Linked DNA regions of Bombyx mori: region 2 is linked to region 1. Evidence: chromatin contacts called from public Hi-C data. All regions are on one chromosome and are shown on one strand. Each heading gives the region's core, a stretch centred on a gene start, on an enhancer-like site or on the middle of the called end of the contact. The rest is flanking DNA. Distances are from core to core; before and after follow the strand shown. Region 1 overlaps LOC134199745 (a long non-coding RNA gene). Region 2 overlaps LOC134199745 (a long non-coding RNA gene).

Region 1 (6,286 bases), core at 2,886-5,385:
TAATTACCAAGAACCACCTTCAAAAGGCCGTCGACCTTAAAAGAGAATAGCGTTTTAATTTAATTCAGTTGTTATCAAATTTAGGAAGTGTAATTGAGCGCGTATGTGTGCTTTTTTTTTTTTTTTTTTTATTGCTTAGATGTGTGGACGAGCTCACAGCCCACCTGGTGTTAAGTGGTTACTGGAGCCCATAGACATCTACAACGTAAATGCGCCACACACCTTGAGATATAGTTCTAAGGTCTCAGTATAGTCACAACGGCTGCCCCACCCTTCAAACCGAAACGCATTACTGCTTCACGGCGGAAATAGGCGGGGTGATGGTACCTACCCGTGCGGACTCCCAAGAGGTCCTACCAACAGTTAACATAGCTATAATTGGTTATAGAATTCAACAGGTTGATTCTGTTAATGTTTCGAATATGCGTAATTAACGATGTACACGATACATAAAATACCAGGTCCAACATCACGAGTCACGTCTAGCGTGATGCTTAGATGTGTTCAAGATTACGCCAAGGACACCCAGCTCTTATCAATTAACGATAACGTTATTCTAATCCGAAAATACTGTCTAATTACCAAGAAGCACCTTCAAAAGGCCGTCGAACTTAAAAGAGAATAGCGTTTTAATTTAATTCAGTTGTTATCAAATTTAGGAAGTGTAATTGAGCGCGTATGTGTGCTTGCTTGACTGACCTTGAATTTTTCGCGAATTTTATGTACGTTAGTGATTATATATAGGTAAATTAGTATTGTAGTAACAGTGTATATTATAGGTAGTACAGAGCAAGCAAACCACCTAAAACTCAACTTAAAGTTGTCCTCTCATTTAGAATTTCGTGAAATTTTGAAATAATTATTTAACCATATAATGATTTAAAAAAGTTGACAAAAAAAGGTTGAGAATCACTGTGGTACGTTTTCAGAATTCAGATTTCTAATTACAACGATATGTATATTACAAAGACCAACCTAAATGTAAGCTTATATTTTTTGCCTAACTATAATTTTCACAAAAAAACAATTTGTACATTAAGTACCAGATTGAGAGCCAGTATCAACTAAATTTCAGAATCGAGCGAAACATCGAAGTGTAAGGAATATCTATTAATGAAAAATATAAGCACAATATTTAAACGTCGGCAAATAATACGTCATTCAGTCATTCGTGACTAAGTATGTCAATTCTAAAGTATTTGAGATATCGGAAATAATACAATGAAAATGAAATAAAAACTCTTAAAATTTAAATTATAGGAGAATCAAATTATATATAATAAGTAAATTGATATCATCCCAAAACCCAACGGCAGGTACTTAAATTAAAATCTTGATTTTTTTTTGCAAATTTACTTTTGCAAATCGACAAAACTTTCATTAAAATCCGTACCTGCATAAGCCACAAGTCAATATGAAATTAAAATACTAGCAACACCAATCAGCTGCTGTAATATCTAGTAAATAGACGAAACTATGGCAACACCGACGCGAATGCACGCGCACGCGAACTTAATGCACTGCAACAAATCTTTTTTAATGTTATAAATTACTATCGTATTCATTTTTGTAGTATACGAGACTGTTTGTATATTACCGATGTAATTATGAGAGAAGAAAAATGTTTTTTTTTTTCAATCTGTTCAGAATCTAGACAAAAGGTAAAGTGCCTTTTGTCTAGTAGGGCTTTTGGTGGTCAGTGTTTAGTGGGGTTCTATTTATTTATATCGTTAATGGATGAATAAGCTCGTGGTAAATACCGAACCACAGTACACTGGTATAACAATCAGGGAACGTTGCTACCTATTATCCGTTGAATCTCATTGTCGAATTTTGTGAAATCCGGGAGCAGACGGTACTGTTCTAGATGACAGCACACAGCCAATTCACAAGTGTGAACATATCGAGCCCATTTTGAGACAGACTATCTTAGTCGTATTACAATATCTGTATATATCATTGTTTTGCGGCGAAAAAAATCGCGGCCGGTTCAACCATTTCCACGAGGTCACAACCTGCCCTAACGCAATTAAGAAAATCTCCTTCGATAGCGATAACGCCACCCTACTTGATTGATATCGGCAACGTCAGCGTCACGCTGTTGCCGGCCGTAAAATAATTATCCTAAGCCTTGTTTGAGGGAAATAATTAACTGACCGCCCCCACTAAAATAAAGAATAACCTTTTAGATATAGTCTTAGGTTAGGTCTAGTGTTTTTAATGTGCGCATCGAAAGACGTTTAAACACTATGTCAAAAGTAAATACTTTCAGCTAAAATGAGTGTAATGAAAACTACTGTTTTGTTTTTATGAAGGAAGGATTACTGGTGTTCCGAAGACTTTTCCAGTTTCACCAGGACAGGTGGGCGAGCATGGGCTCAGGCAGGAGGGATTTGCTAACATCTGCCCGAGCGCCTCCGAAGGAGACTTATCACCTCAAGGGCAGCTGCTTCGCGAATACATCTACTGCCGGATCGGAATCGCGACCGGCTGCGAAGATCCGGCGAGAAACTCGGCGGGCTGATGTATGGATTAGGTTGCACGTCGAACTCTTACGGTACTCGACAAGTACGGTATACCAGAGACCCTAAGCCTGCTCTTAGTGTTAGAGCTGAACGCGTCTAATGCAAGAGTTACTGGATCTGATGAATCCGTAAGAACGTGTCTAGGGGGTCGACGACGACTGACTCTTGCGTAGCAATCCATGTATTCACAGTTGGGTGCCGGGTCTATCGTGTTGCAGTGAGAGAAATTTATACGAAGTAAGCTAGGGAACTTGCGACCCTGTTATAGGTTGAAGGTTTCACTATCAATGCGCATTACGCTCACCTTCATGCTGCAGATGTTCGTTCAAGTATCAAATTTATAGAAGTTCTTAAACACGCCGAGGTCTTTTAGTAGATTACAGAGTTTTTTAATTTCGCTTTTTTTATTGTAATCTTTTCCAACTTTTCAAATACTTTACAGTTTTCATTATTTAAATTGATGAATAGTATTAATATTGTCTACGACTCCTACGAACCGCAGAGAGTATACTATTTCACAAGTATTTTAATACCTCTCTACTCGTTTGATGAGTACGATGAAACATTAATTAACACACCTAACTGATCTCATTACGGCGTCGAAAATTATAATATTATATTTGTGTGTCGGTAATATTTTATTGTTATTATATTTTGTAAACCGAAACGAACGAACATAAAACGCGTTGCGCAAGGGAAACTCATAATCTTATCACAATGGCTAATTAAAAAGTTTTTTCCTTATGAGTTACCATCGAGCATCGCGGCTAGTATGTAGTAGGGGCATGCCGTGCGCTACCTGAACAAAAACATCTGTTTTTGAGAACAGATTCTGTTGGAATAAACCTGTTTATCCAAATTTATCCAAATTTAACTTGAGTCGTTTTCTGTAGACGCTGATGAGCAGACGAATGGCTCGTCTGGTTTTAAGCGGTTACCAGAGTTCGCACCAAAATTTAATTACAAAGTAAACAAGTTTTCTTTTTGTTTTTGAATTTAGTTACTGCATATTTGAAGTGTATGAAACTTTTTGTCTGGATCTTTTCGTATTGTCTGCTTATAAGACTGGTCATTGGTCCGGTCCGCCACCTCAAGTACCGGTCATCGTTCTCGTCGAACCCGTCGCGTCGCCTGCGACGAAGGGCTCGACGAGTAAATTAACCCACAGACACAGCCCACTGAGTTTCTCGCCGGATCTTCTCAGTGGGTCGCGTTTCCGATCCAATGGTAGATTCTGCGAAGCACGGTTCTTGCTAGTGTTCGTGTTAGCAACGTCGTCAGGTTTGAGCCCCGTGAGCTCACCTACTAGTTAAGTTTACTCTGAAATAACCTCTCAAGGCTACCTACCAGCTTAGTAGGAAAAAAATATCCGCGAGTTGTACCAACGATTAGTTTCGAAAAAAGTCATTAGAGCTAATCAGAAACCTCCGATGTTCTACACCTGTATGCCCTTACAAAGCATCTGAAGTCTAAAGCCACAAAAGAGTGACCCCGCTCAGGTAAGCCCGATATGAAAAATCGATTTATTTCATCGAGCATTTCACAGCCCTAGTGTCGAGTTTCTCCCGAACGGAGCGTTGCGCTAGAGCATGCGCGACGTGCACTCTAAAATATTCAAAGAACAAGCGCGGCATTAACGATTCCTGCATTAAATACATAACGGACGCGAACGCCAATATGGCTGCCGATGGGAAAAAAATATACGGATTAATTTATTATTATGCTAATTAGATTTTTAGTTCTTTTGAATTACTTGTTTGATTTATTTACAACGGCACGCGATATCCTTTCGGAGCGCTAATGGTGTTTATTTTTTCAATTGCTCATGAATAATATACCTTTAAGGTTGTATATTTCTTATTGCAATGTATTAAATCCGTTCCGGGTTGTGAGTGAGGGAGTTAGGTTGGTGGATGACACAGCGTTTTTTCAATGTTACTGAAATTTTGACCTCATGTCTTCTTATTCGTTCGTTTGTTCGCATTCATATTAGGTATACTCGACGAAAAAGACAAATACCACTTGGCGGGAACGCCAAGAATAATTTTAATGGTAGTTAGTCAGTTGTTGGCTATTATTTTTATGATTAAAGTCAACGGATCTGTTTTCAAAGGGTTTCAACCCATCACTATTTTCTTTACTTTGCTTGCAGAATAGCTTAAGTCAGTGTCTTGATAAAAAAATTTTTTTTACCGGAACCCGGGAAATTTATAAAAGCGCGCCAATTCTATTGCACTACTGCGGAAAGGAAAAAAAATCGTTTTCGCTTTTAACAAAATTACTTTAACTCTTTTTTTTAATATTTCTAATTTAGTCTCTGCGTGTGTTCTTTTAAGTTACCTTTATTCTAAAATTATATATTTTCCAGATAAGTAAACTTTAATGTGATCTACATAATACGGACATGTGTTCTGACTAGGGGAACCAATAGGCATTCCGTAATACAGACACGAACAGTAAAAGAAAATGTACGGAGAATTTTTAATCGGACATTTACTATTCAAAATCGATTAAATAATCAATGAAGACGATTCTTAAGCAACATCACGTAGCCGAGTTCACGGGCCGGTCCGTCACGATCGAGTCACGGCGTTTCGTAGACGGAAACCAATTAAAAAAACTTATTAACAACCAAGCTAAGTTGGCACGCGACCGCGTCTGGCTTATTCAAACTCTGCATAGACTATATTAAGCGTATTTTTTTTTTTTTCGATTCTATAAGCTCCCCTTAAGAACACGATTTTACGCGGATCTTGCATTGATTGTGTTAAGAAGCCGTTTACAATGCAATTCAAAAAAAAAAAAACGTTCTGCAAGTCGCACCTGGCGGGAAGACGCAAACCAATCTAGATTACGAAACGACGTAACCGCCTCGCGAGTGCAATCGTAAATCATTACTGATCAAATACAAACAAGGGCTCATAATTGCTTGGAAAACGGCGCCCGTGGCGAAATTCAGTCAGACAATGCTCACCACGGTAGAATAAAAGACGGATGATACATTGACGTAACAAGACGCGTAACGTATGGGGATCCGATTTTTTTCCGAGCCCCCGAAAAGCAGGTGACGCAAACTTCACACAGAAAAGGTAAGATTCAATTATTCGAGCAATGAAAAAAAAATTGGGAGCGTTTCTTTTCTTTTTTTCATGAGAAGGAACCGATTCTATTCTTTTCGAACGCAAGCTGCAGCGCTTGCAGTTTTTATGCCTAAGGACGAATTAAATCAGTCAAACCCCGAATAAGAGAAAGCTTACGATGGTAATTCATCAAGTTTTGACTAGAAAAAACACGAACGAATTTAAATCCAATGAGATATTGAAATGCACAATGGAATTAGCAAGCATTTTCCCGCGACATATCCTATACTAATTTATAAATCTACAGTGGTTTTTACGGATGTTCCGTTATAACTACTGAACCATGCATCCGATTGACTTCAAACTTGGTATCCATTGTAGAAAATACATATACTTAAAGGATAGGCTAATATTTATATGAGTGTTGGACTCCCTAATAATAATGACAATAAATAATAATGTTAATTTTAAATGCCCAGCGAAGCGGGCGAGTACGGCTAGTTTGCTTTATACGTTTGGATTGTCAACCAATAACACAAAACTTAGTGGTCCGCGACCATGAAATCTCAAGTATTCGTAACGACGGTAATAACATATGACAATAAATAAACAACAACAACAAAAAAAACAATAATAATAAAACAAGGTGTTTAACCCTTTGATTGCCACCTAAGTCACCGA
Region 2 (6,860 bases), core at 1,245-3,744, 60 kb before region 1:
TACCGGGTTTCTTTTATCTGTTATACCGCTATTAGACTGCTAATTGCGAGGAGGACTTGTTCTAGAGAACCGAGACTCAAATGAGGGTAGATAGATTCTTATGATAAGTTACGAGCCGAGAGCTCAGCTGTTTGTAACCGATACATTCAAGAAAAAAAACATCTTGAATAATGTTACATGCATTAACTTAATTTCGACTTATGCGCGAATCGCCCAAAAAACACGCGCCCGCTTGTCCAACTTTATTTGTACAATCTAATTCTACTAGAGGGCGCCACCGAGGTGGCCTGAGTTCACTGAACCTTAATACGCAGAAACCTAGGTAACAAAAAAATACGAATTTCGGCATACACACGTGACTGGATTTAGCATGAGAAAATTAGAATTATGTACATGGGGCTGATGAAAAACTACAATAAAATAAGTATTAACGTAATGCCTGTCACGTTTGGTGCTGCGTGGTACCTCACTTCTTTGGTTTCGTTTTAATACAAATTGACTTCGATTCGGAAATTTTCATCGCATCCCTTAAATGTATAGCTTAGATAGGCAGAAAGGTCTAGGAACTTAATGACTTACGATAATTGACTGGTACAATTTAAAATTTTTAGTACAGGTTAAACAAATAAACGTTTTAATTAGATTTTTTTTTTATATTGCTAAGATGATTGAACGCAGTGGGTAGGCAAAAAAAAGTAAGAAGATTGTAAGAAAGCTAAGTTTTTAATACCGCCCACCTCCTGTAATGGTAACGAACGTTTAAGCTTTTTGCAATCATTTCAAAACCAATTTTTCTCTTTAGTTACATTTGTACATTATGTATGTAAGCCCACTAAGTTTATATCCGGAAAATCTCAATGGGTCGCGATTCCGATCCTGTGGTAGATTCAGCAAAGCGCTGGCTTTCCTTGGGCTGGTATTAGCAAATTCGCTTTGCTGAGCCCCGTGAGCTCACCTACACGTTCGGTGAACCTAGTATAATCGCTCAGGTTACCAGCATAAGTAAGCAAAAAATATGTATGTATATCAACGATCGATATATCAACGAACGCTCGACAAAATGATTTGTAACCTATTTCAAAATAAGAAGTCAAAAGAAATTCAAGCATTTTTTTTTAAGTTTATCGATATCAGGAAATTATTTACGAAGCTGAATCAGAACCCTACGTTCAATAACATTATGAATAAAGCGTAAAAGTAAACAAAAATCCGGTGGCGCAAGGTATCCTGTTTATCCTGGCATTAACTCACGGACCTAATCCCAAGAAATGCCATAAACAATATTTCGCAAGTCGTAAAATTGAGCAGCACTAACAATAAACAATGCGCATAGATAATGCAACTCAAGACTGTAAATGGGGTCGAAATTTATAGGAGCGGTCGCGTGACGGGAACAAGAAATATGGACACGGAAATGTGATACTCCTTTCGTAACTACCCTCTAGCAAATACTAGGTACTAATTGGGTATAGGTAGAAGATATTCGATATCTATCGTTCGTTCATCATCATTCTTCATTCTTTCCTATTACCCTTTGCTGGGGTGTAGGGCTCGAATCAAATCCTTCCATTTACATCGGTCTTGGATAGTCTGTTCTAGCTCCTTCCACGTCATGCCCAAGACGCCTAGCTCCTGTTCCACCGAGCGACGCCAAGCTGTTCTGGGGCGGCCTCTCTTTCTTTTGCCAGACTTTTGATAGGTGGGTATCGGGCTTTCTCAATATGTGACCAATCCAATGCCACTTTCCTCGTTAGATCTACTAAATACCGGAAAAATTTATACACGAATTATCGTAGGATAAAGAGTGACTTCGGAAATTATAATACATTACTATAAAGCTCGCATTATGGTAGTAAATAGATTAGCGTAACAATCAAACGTTTAGATAAAGTCAGCAAGGATAGAAGGAATAGTGGCTAAATAGTGTAATAAGTCATAAACAATGATAATACATGTATCGAGAAGATAAATGGAACAAAATACACAGAAAATCAGCCATTGATATACGACACGTGAAATGTTATCATGAATATTTTATCAACATCGATAATGTAGTTAAACAAAATTGTAATAATATTGACTATGTATTCGTAAATAAATATGAATTCCACGTTATTTGTTCTCCCAAATATTTATGGACGACGATATCGCAGTATTTCAAATCATACGCTCTCCCATCGGATTATGTTTATGTATCAAAACGGTTCGCAGGATGTTAAGTCGCGAAAAAAACAAAACTTTTATTATTTAAAGTTGCAAAAAAAAGGACGCCCTGATCGGTTAATATTTATTTGTGTTTGATTTTATTTATTCGCATCCTCGCTGCACCCACACGTCACCCAAACAAGCATCAAAACATCTCTATAAGGACACAAGCAAGTGGTTTTATTTATGTACTAACATATTTCGAATACCTCACACACTTACGCGTACATCAGACGGCCAAAAAGGTCAATGATATGCACCACCACTGAATACCGAGTGCCGCCCGATGTGTCGGACTCCGGATTGCGTCACCGCTAGGCATTAACGATGCCAATGTCAAGTTCACATGGATCGGATGTATAATTGAGTAGGCACACAACCGGTTCGAAACCACCCGAAATAATCCGTCTCAGAAACCGGATGTTTCCAGTTACAGATCGAAATATTATTATAATAATATCAACTAAATTAAACGGCGGCATTTACGGTATGGTTCGCAAAACCTTTTGGTTCGTTTGGTAACGAATTAATTACGATGGGCGTGGCGATCGTTTCGACCCAGAGACAAATTGAAAATACACATTTTCATTGGACTTGCTTTGAGATAATTTTGCAAATTTCCTTTAACACACAGAAGATCCTAGAATGCTTGTGGAGAAATAGACAAGTGTAATGAACCAAAGCTGATAAAATTATCGCTATTTTAGATCTACTTTAGATCAACAAGTTGAATAAATACAGTCAGGACATAACAGCATATGTATAATATAAATATAGTTCTGTCAGACTTCGATGACAAATTTCGATGACAGAATGATGATCAAGATGATCAAGATGATAATTCTAGCTGGATCTTCCCAGTGGTTCGACACGGTGTTAGATTCTGGAAAACACTGCTCTTGCTAGAGCCTAGTGTTAGCAAATTCACTCAGGTTGAACCCGTGAGCTTACTTACCCGTCCAGACTTAGTAGGAATAGCCCTTTAAGTTTCGAATAGGTAAGAACATTTTGAAGATGTTAAAAAAACAAAACTCCTTACGAGCGCGAAACTCGTAACGTTTGTTTGCATTAGGCGATTACAAATGCTCTTTCCTAAAATTTCCTTCATTTTTATTCGATAAACTCCCAGTGTAATTTAGTCCTTATTCAAACTTTGTGTTTCTAAATTAACAACGAAATCCGCTGGTGCGTAACCATTTCGGCAAAAGACCATTTATAATAATAAAAAAATGTGTGCGTGTACTAGTGTACACACGTAAGAAGTGAAACTTATTTATGGCCTTATTTTTCGAAAAATGATCTACATGCAACTTTCTAGAAATTGGTTAAATAAAGTTAAATTAGATAAAGTTTAAACAAAAGGATTTTATTATCATAGACATGAATACAAAAAAGTTAAATTAGATAAAGTTTAAACAAAAGGATTTTATTATCATAGACATGAATACAAAACAGATGGCGCGTAACGGAAAAATGTGACGCGTAACCGAAAAATGTGACGGTAAATTTTTTTCCAACGCCGATAAGGAAGTTTCACTTCAATAATTATTATTATTTTATTGCTTAGATGGGTGGACGAGCTCACAGCCCACCTGGTGTTAAGTGGTTACTGGAGCTCATAGACATTTACAACGCAAATGCGCTACCCACTTTGAGATATAAGTTCTAAGGTATCAGTATAGTTACAACGGCTGCCCCGCCCTTCAAACCGAAACGCATTACTGCTTCACGGCAGAAATAGGCGGAGTGGTGGTACCTACCCGTGCGGACTCACGTGAGGTCTTACCACTAGTAAAATTAGTCATTCATAAAAAAGTCCGCTTACAGAAGTCTCTTAACGACAACTTAGGCCTGCGCATTTCGAGACGAGTCATTACCGTACGTTTTAATTAATAAACTCTTTTACGCAGCGTATTCGCGCAACATTCGGTAATGCGAACGCTTAGTTTGTTTACCTCTGGCCAAAGGCGAATGGAAGTCACATTGTCTGTCGCCCTTGGCATCGACCCGACGGTACGCCAAAATGAGGAAGAAAACAGAAGGGTCACGGCGTAAACGCGTGCTTTACAACACGAACGTGAGTCATACTCATGCTTCGCTCGTAGCAAACAATTACTTTACTGTACTCACATGTGTTGCAATTAATGCATATTCAATATTTGCGTTAAGTCTGTGACGTGTTATTATGTAATTATTGCATAACATAACGAAACTGCATTGTACAGGTGGTTTCAAAGCCAAGGATAACGTATTGAATGTTAAGCGATCGGCGATGGAAGTTATAACCGCTCTTTTTCAAGTCTAGATTATTTACTTACATATATAAATTATTCAAGAAAAACTCAATTCAAAAACCAGTCTTACACGTAAGTTAATAAATAATGTGATAAGCTCATTAGGAAACAAAAACATAATAAACACGATGTTATACAAAAAGAAGCCATATATTTCTACGTATTTAACGCAATGTTTTACCCTTTTATAATAATACTAGCCACCCGCCCTCGCTTCGCTGCGTAAACTGTAATTTATTATTGATTACTCCACTATTTAATGAATGTTATTATACATACAAACCTTCCTCTTCAATCACTCTATCTATTAAAAACAACTGCATCAAAATCGATTGCGTAGTTTCAAAGATTTAAGCATACATAGGGATATAGGGACAGAGAAAGCGACTTTGTTTTATACTATGTAGTGATTTGACAACAAACAAAAAGAAATGTCATTTCGAGTGAGGACTCTTTTCGACTATTCGCATGACACAACACACGAGACTCGTTCTAAGAATACTAAAATTATACGAAAACAGCGCGAAATAAATTCTTACTATTTACACTTGTAGATGTGACCCTTCTGAGCGCTTCATTGACAAGGGCTCAGTACCTACTACTATACCTGTTCATTGATTAGATTTAAGTGGCCACATGCTCACAGAAAACGTTGGGCCTCGCGTCGGGATCCATGTAAATCTAAAGCTTTTTCGTGATTACTATTTTGAATTGAGAGGCCAATTCATGATACCCGTTTTGTTGTGTTTGGCAATTTCCGTTCAAACAACATCGTATCCTTACGAAGAAATGTTATTAATCTAATCTATATATATAAAAATGAATTGCTGTTCGTTAGTCTCGCTAAAACTCGAGAACGGCTGGAACGATTTGGCTAATTTTGGTCTTGAATTATTTGTGGAAGTCCAGAGAAGGTTTAAAAAGTAAATAAATATGAGAATGCTTGGTATTAAATAAAAATAACAATTTTGTTTTTCCTTTGATGTGTATGATTTAAGTTTATTTTATACAAAAGTTTAGGTTTTTTATTTATCGATTGAGGCACTAAGAAGTCTGCCGGGTCAGCTAGTGTTAAATGAATTTAATTGTGACAAAAATTCGTTTAGTGTAATAATAATGTTGAACTTAATTTAATAATTTTCGCTCATTCTGGAAGAGAGAATTTACTGATTTATTGTTGACATCAAGATGTCTTTGAATAGTCCAAAAATGAGTACAAAACGACGAAAATCATCTTTGAAGCTAGTGAAATTGCATTAACTTTTCTATTCAGAAACAAGAGGTTCTTCTAGCATCACGCTTAATGTAAATATCCTCAGTACGTTACGGACATAAACAATGAGATTTTTCCCTCTAGATGAGCAAGCTTTCATGAGTTCTGTCTCATGCGAGGTTTGGACGTTGGTTGTTGAGCGACAGGAGGTTTTAGTCAGTTCGACTCTGACATGCCCCGCCCTCCATCCCCAGTGGAGGGCGGAAGTCCGGCGATTTCCTCCTGACTTGACCTGAAAAAAGATCAGCAAGCTACTTCGGAGCAAGTCCCACTTATACTGGTAGTTATCGTAGACGGTACACAAGAGATCGCGAATGCGCCATCAACTTTGCAACATGTCTAACCAAGTCGCAATCATATTTACTAGTGGACGCCCAGTGGTCTAAATTCGATCATAAATGATTTAAATTATAAGATTGAACATTAATACGGTTCTATTGTCAATTCGAACCTAATTTCCAATACAAAAATCTTAAGTCAAAACGAACTAAATAATTCAACTTCAATAAACATTATACGTCCATTTCTAAATTGAAACAGTATTTTATTGGTTGTCACCCGACACTGTAGAGACTCGTAATTTTCGAGTATCATCTCATCTCAATCACGTAAGTGGTACATGTAATAAAACACCCTTTCGTCTGCTATGTATATAGAAACCGATGTATGTATGTGTGGGTAAAGGGAGACAGGTGACAAATGTCTAATTAAAATGAGATAAAGCTTATAAGTTACAAATTATCTTATTCAATATATTTTTTACCTACCTATTCGTCGGTAGCCTAAGAGGCTATTCCAGCTACGCTGGTGGACGCTACGGGGAGGTGAGCTCACGGGCTCAACCAGAGAGAATTGACAAACACCAGCCCTAACATGAGCAGTGCTTCGTAGAATCTACCATCGGATCGGAATCGCGACCCACTGAGAAGATCCGGCGAGAAACTCAGTGGGTTGGTTTCAATATAGTAAATTATAACAACTAACTAATTGTACACAAAAAACAAACAATATCAAGATAATCGACGGTACTACCGTTATTTTCTTCAGTCTTACCGAGTTGCAGTAGCCGCAAAATGCAAAATGAGTTC

The links. A called contact is a pair of places that touch in the nucleus more often than the background predicts.
Region 2: a contact with region 1 is called in a Hi-C map of whole pupa, with 3 times the contacts expected there. The contact joins two enhancer-like sites. A contact is called at or near these places in 3 of 7 Hi-C or Micro-C datasets (midgut and whole pupa).

What each region holds. Positions count from the first base shown.
Region 1 is chr11:18,653,905-18,660,190 of ASM3026992v2, reverse strand. The region is part of intron 2 of LOC134199745 (a long non-coding RNA gene); the gene reads right to left. Among protein-coding and RNA genes, the nearest start is that of LOC134199745, 13 kb to the right of the region's middle. Within about 2 kb of position 4,135, at least 4 of the 8 cell types and tissues checked have open chromatin away from gene starts, as enhancers often do.
Region 2 is chr11:18,711,960-18,718,819 of ASM3026992v2, reverse strand. The region is part of intron 2 of LOC134199745 (a long non-coding RNA gene); the gene reads right to left. Among protein-coding and RNA genes, the nearest start is that of LOC134199745, 71 kb to the right of the region's middle. Within about 2 kb of position 2,494, at least 5 of the 8 cell types and tissues checked have open chromatin away from gene starts, as enhancers often do.